Regions from separate parts of the Macaca mulatta genome. Here region 1 is linked to region 2. A link is a contact called in public Hi-C data. All regions are on one chromosome and are shown on one strand. Each heading gives the region's core, a stretch centred on a gene start, on an enhancer-like site or on the middle of the called end of the contact. The rest is flanking DNA. Distances are from core to core; before and after follow the strand shown.

Region 1 (3,452 bases), core at 466-2,965, 89 kb before region 2:
ACTCCAGCCTGGGCGACAGAGCGAGACTCCGTCTCAAAAAAAAAAAAAAAAAAAAAAAAAAATCTCATGTACTCTATAAATACATACAGCTACTGGCCGGGCGCGGTGGCTCAAGCCTGTAATCCCAGCACTTTGGGAGGCCGAGACCATCCTGGCTAACACGGTGAAACCCCGTCTCTACTAAAAAATACAAAAAACTAGCCGGGCGAGGTGGCGGGTGCCTGTAGTCCCAGCTACTCGGGAGGCTGAGACAGGAGAATGGCGTGAACCTGGGAGGCGGAGCTTGCAGTGAGCGGAGATCTGGCCACAGCACTCCAGCCTGGGTGACAGAGCAAGACTCCGTCTCAAAAAAAAAAAAAAAAATACATACACCTACTATGTATCCATAAAAATTAAGAATTAAAGAAGACTTGGTCTTTCTCCACATCCCAGCTCTGTTTCCCTCCTTGTAATAAAACCAAGCTGGAAGTTTAAACCCATCTTTGAGAGACCGCAGAGCAGAGCCAAAGATGGAGGGGCCCTGGCCGGCTGGCTTCCAAAGACCCTCCCCACCTAGAAGTAAATTCTTAACTTCCTGGCCGGGCGGGTGGGAGCGGTGCCTCATGCCTGTAATCCCAGCACTCTGGGAGGGCTAGGTGCGCGGATCACCTGAGGTCAGGAGTTCACCAGCCTGGCCAACATGGCTAAACCCCGTCTCTACTAAAAATACAAAAATAATTAGCCGGGCGTGTTGGTGGGCGCCTGTATTCCCAGCTACTCAGGAGGCTGAGGCAGGACAATCGCTAGAACCTAGGAGGCGGAGATTGCAGTGAGCAGAGATCCTGCCATTGCACTCCAGCCTGGGCGACAAGAGCAAGACTTCGTTTCAAAAAAAAAAAGGAAAAAGAAAAAAAGAACTTCCTGCTGTTGAACCTTTGACTGTCCCGGAGACCCTTCCTCTTCCGTTTTCAGTGTGTCCCTATCCTCCTAGCTGGGCTTTAAGAAAGAGTGGGGGCAGCTGGGGCCCTAGGGGCTCCCCATGAGGGTCTGTCCCTGGGAATGGGGCGCTGGGGGACAGGCACTCCTTCTGGCTGGAATGCTACACCAGTGAGGGAAAGGAGTCCACTAGGGAAGTACCTGGCCAAGGAGACGGAGAGAGAAATCACAGGTATTTGTGAGTTGATCAACTAGAGGGTGTGGCGAGGGGGGCCCTCGGAAGGTGTCTTAAATTCCAGGTTCAGGAATCAATAGAGAAGCTGCCCAGTCCAAGTGTTCAGGGCTGAGGGCCTCGGTGATGGAGATGAGGTAAGAAGGTAAGAAAACGGACGGTACAGGAGAGAGAAGACAGTGGACCCGGGCTAAGGGACGGAAAACAAAAAGTTCAAATCGTACCCCGCTACAATCACACATGAAAAATAAAATGGGCCGGGCGCGGTGGCTCAAGCCTGTAATCCCAGCACTTTGGGAGGCCGAGACGGGCGGATCACAAGGTCAGGAGATCAAGACCATCCTGGCTAACACGGTAAAACCCCGTCTCTACTAAAAATACCAAAAAAAAAAAAATTAGCCGGGAGTGGTAGCGGGCGCCTGTAGTCCCAGCCACTCGGGAGGCTGAGGCAGGAGAATGGCGTGAACCCGGGAGGCGGAGCTTGTAGTGAGCCGAGATCGCGCCACTGCACTCCAGCCTGGGTGACAGAGCAAGACTCCGTCTCAAAAAAAAATAAAAAATAAAAAATAAAAATAAAATAAAATAAAACAAAATGTTTTACAGAAACTCAGTTTACAGACGACTGCTTGGGAGCAGTCATGTCACCTAGTCCAGAGGGAGTCGGTCAGCTGCGTTCCGCGAACTTGGGAGGCGACTGCGGGGGGAGCCGCGGGGTCCTCACTGCGCGCCGTCAGGGACCAGACGCTGGGGCGGCCCCGAAGCGTCAGGACTACAACTCCCAGGATGCCGCGGGCCAGGCTGCATCCCGCCTGCGCAGATGTGGTTGGCAACTCCGCCCCTTACCAGGCGGCGGCGCTGCGGGCTCAGTCCTAAGCGGGCGGAGGCAGCGAGCCGGGTGGGTCTGGGCCGGCTTCGGCGATATCTGTGGGCTGGGTTGGGGGCGTTTGAGCCCTTGGCTTGTCCGGGTGGGTAGCCGGGACCCCAACCCCCGCCTCCTCCAGAGTAAAGCTCTCACGTCCACCTGGCGCGACGCTGAGCCATCTTCAGAAGCACCGCAGCCCTCAGAACCCCACATCACGCTGCCGGTGGTTCCCCGCATCCGGTGTCCGCCCCCGAAGCCTCCCTCCTTCCCCCGCAGGCCCAGCTATCTGCCCTTAACCGCGACCTGGGCCTCTCTTGGGGAGGCCCAGGATGGGGTCCTCAGAGGTCCGGGGACCCAGGGGCATTTGTGGCGTGTGTAGGGGCGTGGGCTTTAGGGAAGGGTGTTCCCCTTCAAATTGGGATCACCAGGACGGAATCAGGCGCACGGCTTCCTCCTCTGTGGCTTCCTGTGGCACTCCAAGTGGGAAGAAGAGAAGCTTGGAAGTGAAAGCCTCAGCTTCTCCTTTCTTCAGCCCCTCAAGCCTCAGAAAGATCTGTCAAGCGCGTCCGGCCTCTACAGAGGCCCTGGGGAGATGGCCTAGACCTTGAAATAGCCTAGAAAAGGTTTAACAGGTTGGAGCTTTTGCTAGAGAGATGGATCACAGATGGGCTTAAGGGGTGGAGGGTGTGTGTGTGTGTGTGTGTGTGTGTGTGTGTGTGTGTGAGAGAGAGAGAGAGAGAGAGAGAGATTGCCAGGTGAGGAAGGTGAAGAGCTGAAACCAACTTGGAGCTATGCTGTATTATTATAATGAGGATTTGGGTTGGCAGATGTTACAGGCTCTAACCAGAAAGCTGGAAGATGTGATAGGTGGGGCTTTTTTTTAAAACCCTAAACATCTCTTTGTAATCCATCCCTCTTCTGCATCCCCACCGCCACTGCCACTATCCCCTCTCGCTTAAATCTTGCAACAGCCTCTGAAAGATGCTGCCTGACTCCAGACTGCTGACCACTAGCTCAGCACAGCAACCACTGCAGTTAGAGCCTTTAGCTCACTGTGTTCATCCCTCGCTTAAAACCTTCAGTGACTCCCTTTCACCTCCCCTGCAGGATAAAGCCCAAGCTCCTTGGCATGACTTACGGGCGCAGTGTGGTCTGGCTCTGTCTGCTCCTCCAGCCTCATCTTACCATTGCCCCCATCTCACTCTACCCTCCGGCTGTGCCTAATGCACTTCTGCCAGGTCCTCTGAATAAGCCTCTCCTTTGCCTGTGGTTCCCTCTGCCTTGAAGCATTTTCTGTCCTTTGCCTCTCCTGGCAGATTCCTACTATGTGTCATGTCTCTACCTAGAAGTCACTTCACCTGTGAGCTTCCATAGAGGAGCCTATATTTCTCTTATTTTAATAATGTGTAGCATTGTTGAGCATTTATTGTCTAAGTGCTTTAC
Region 2 (3,116 bases), core at 168-2,667:
GGCCTTAATACCTAGAGAACAAGTGAAGTGGGAGACAGCAAAGCTAAACTTTCAGGGGATTCAGTTATTTCCTTCTCCCGTGGCAACAGTGATTCCTTGGTCAGCTTCCCCCATAGTCAACAGCTCCTTCTTCCCTAGGCAGTCTCCAACTTGTGACTAGGCCTTGTACATCCTGGGTCCCTATTTCCCACCTATGTTGTATGTAAACAACATAGTCCAGAATCTCTGTCCCCTAACTGTGGTGGCCACAGCAAGGGCCTTAGGCTTAGAGAATGGAATAAAGATGCTGGAATCCCAGATGCCTGCAATAAGCCAGAACACTAGCCTGAAATTAGTTTGTTATCTCTCTGGGTGAAAAGAAGCCCCTGTAACTACACAGGAATAAAGGACTTCCCTACAAAAGAAGGGCATTTACCTACTGCCAACCTCTTAAATTTCATCTGCTCAAGGCCAACTATGCTAGCCTCAATTACAACCCCTAAAGTTGCCCCAAATTCCTAACATTAACCCCACCTCTAATTTGTTTCCTGATTCCCACTACCGGCTTGGACATTCATCCCTTTCCCAGCAGAGACTCATATCCAATCCCTGATCCCTGATACTGATCTAAGTTTTACCTTTAGCACCAAATCGCCTGATGTTAACCCTAAATGTTGACCCCTAAGCCTAAAGTTCATTTGTAACTTGATTCCTAACTCACGCTTTCACTGTTTATCCTTAATACCGACCATGTCAACATTCTTTAATCCCTCAAACAGGCTCTAACCTGATTCCTGTTGTTGACCCTTAACCCGACCCTGAACTCAAATTATGACGTATGATGGCCATCCCAGCAAACAAAATAATGACCTTAATCTAAACCTTACCTACCTAAAACGGACCTGACTCACACTACTAACTCTTAAGTTTTAACCCCAGCTTTTAACTCCTATAGCGACCCTTGATTCCTAAACGGACCCCACCTAATCCCCAACTCACCCAAAGCTTTCCTACCCACATGGCCGCTATCAGCTAACACCAAAGCCCGTCCCCGTCCTGCGCCCCGCTGCTACCCGACTCCTCACGCTCCCCAAAGCCTATCCCAGGCAGAGGACTGCCCCCAGGAGAGGCCTGTCTCCCCTAAGACGGCCTACTTCACGATGAGCCCAAGTTGAGATGCGCTGGACGCTGACCTCTCCAACTAACAGGACCCGAACCGGACACGCAGGAGAGGCAGGGCCCCGCCCGCCCCCGGGGCCAGGCTCCGCGGCCCCACCCTAAGGCCCCCGCCCGGCCCGGTCTGGCCTACCTGCGCTGCCCGGCTCTGCGCCCCGCCTGCCGGCCCGCCGGCCCGCTGCCCTGCCGCTTCTCGGGTCGCCCTCGGGCTCCGGCCTCGCCCTCCCTTCGACACTCTCTCGGCCACTTCCGTCCTGGGAACGTCCCCCACCCGCGGGCGGCGCCCTGGGGCAGCGCTCTATGGTCGCGGGGGGCAGGCAGGAAGCTGCTCTGGCCGCGTTCTCGATGCTCGGGGGCCGCCAAAGGCCGGCAGCCCCTCCCTGGCAGGAAGCGAGGGTGCGGCGCAATCCGGAGAGAACGCCAAGACGACGCCCGAGTTCCCTTTCAGGCCAGAACTCTTCCTTTTTCTAGCTTGGGGGAGAAGGCGGAGCCGGAGCCCCGGAACCCCCGCCCTCGGGGTGCGAGGCGGCAGCAGGGCCGTCCCCTACATTTGCATAGCCCCTGGGACGTGGCGCGGCACCCAGGCCTCTTCTCAGTTGGAGGGAACTCCAAGTCCCACAGTGCCACGGGGTGGGGTGCGTCACTTTCGCTGCGTTGGAGGCTGAGGAGAATTGAGCCTGGGAGGCGGGTCCGGAGAGGGCTACGGAAAGCCCCCGGCCGGGAAGCCCGGCCGTAGAGGGACAGTGGATAGGTGCCCGAGGCCTACAGCTGGCCTGGGGCTCGTGTCTGGGCTTCGGACGTTGGGGCCCGGTAGCCCACCCTTTCCGTAGTTGTCCCAAATGGAGCTGGAATTGGACGCTGGTGACCAAGACCTACTGGGCTTCCTGCTAGAGGAAAGTGGAGATTTGAGGACGGCGCCCGATGAGTCCGTGAGGGCCCCACTGGACTGGGAGCTGCCGCTTTCTGAGGTGCGTTGGGGTTCTGACTGGGGAAAGCGTGGGATGTCCATGAGGTCAGGGGATGGTGATAGGTCAAGGCCTGTTCACTGGAACCCTGCGCAGGTACCGAGCGACTGGGAGGTAGATGATTTGCTGAGCTCCCTGCTGAGTCCCCCAGCGTCGTCGTTGAACGTTCTCAGCAACTCCAACCCCTGCCTTGTCCACCATGACCACACCTACTCCCTCCCACGAGAACCTGTCTCTATGGATCTAGGTGAGTCTGAAATAAGTTTGGGGGGAGGACAGGGTTCATGGGCCTGGCTATTCATACGTTCCCTTTTGCAGAGAGTGAGAGCTGTAGAAAAGAGGGGACCCAGATGACTCCACAGCATATGGAGGAGCTGGCAGAGCAGGTACTTGACTTGATTTTCAGGATGATTACTCTCACATTCCTCAGGTGGGGGCAGGATTCCCCATTCCTCTGTGACATCCCCATGCAACTGCCGCCCACTTTCTGGTTACCCTAGGATATTGTTAGGCTGGTACTGACAGATGAGGAGAAGAGTCTATTGGAGAAGGAGGGGCTTATTCTGCCTGAGACACTTCCTCTCACTAAGGTAAGACTCTCGTTAGTTGAGCAAAGGCTGAAAAGGGATTAAAAGTCTCAAGTAGGCCAATTCTGTTAACTTTATATCAATAACTTTAAAAAAGGATTGAGGTGAGAAACTTAGCAGATTTATTGCTAATAGGAAGTTGAGGCAGGTACCCAATATGCTAGATGCAAGGCAGATCCTCATTTTCGTTGGGCTTACACAAATTTTGGTGTTCTGTTAAAAAACAAACAAAAAAAACCCTCAAAATTATCAGTGCAACATTAGTATTGGGCCTTGGAAAGGACTGTGTAAGTGAAGGGCCTTGACACTTCATTGGCTTCATAGTAATCCACCTCTTGCTGAATGGTAGAACTGTTTAGAGAGTTCAACACGATTGGACTAAGCAGTACATGAATAAATGCAAAATCCT

Evidence for each region. A called contact is a pair of places that touch in the nucleus more often than the background predicts.
Region 1: a Hi-C map of fetal cortex germinal zone shows a contact between it and region 2, with 2.9 times the contacts expected there. The contact joins the promoter of LOC144334642 here to the promoter of TLN1 in region 2. A contact is called at or near these places in 2 of 14 Hi-C or Micro-C datasets (CD4 T cells and fetal cortex germinal zone).

The regions. Positions count from the first base shown.
Region 1 is chr15:64,051,852-64,055,303 of T2T-MMU8v2.0, reverse strand. It overlaps LOC144334642, which reads left to right and starts at 1,715. Exons shown (of 3, transcript XM_077965954.1): 1 at 1,715-2,112. The coding sequence starts at 1,786.
Region 2 is chr15:63,963,230-63,966,345 of T2T-MMU8v2.0, reverse strand. TLN1 (talin 1) reads right to left here and starts at 1,417. Exons shown (of 58, transcript XM_077965731.1): 1 at 1,289-1,417. CREB3 (cAMP responsive element binding protein 3) reads left to right here and starts at 1,615. Exons shown (of 9, transcript NM_001265647.1): 1 at 1,615-2,123; 2 at 2,217-2,367; 3 at 2,439-2,506; 4 at 2,621-2,710. The coding sequence starts at 1,995.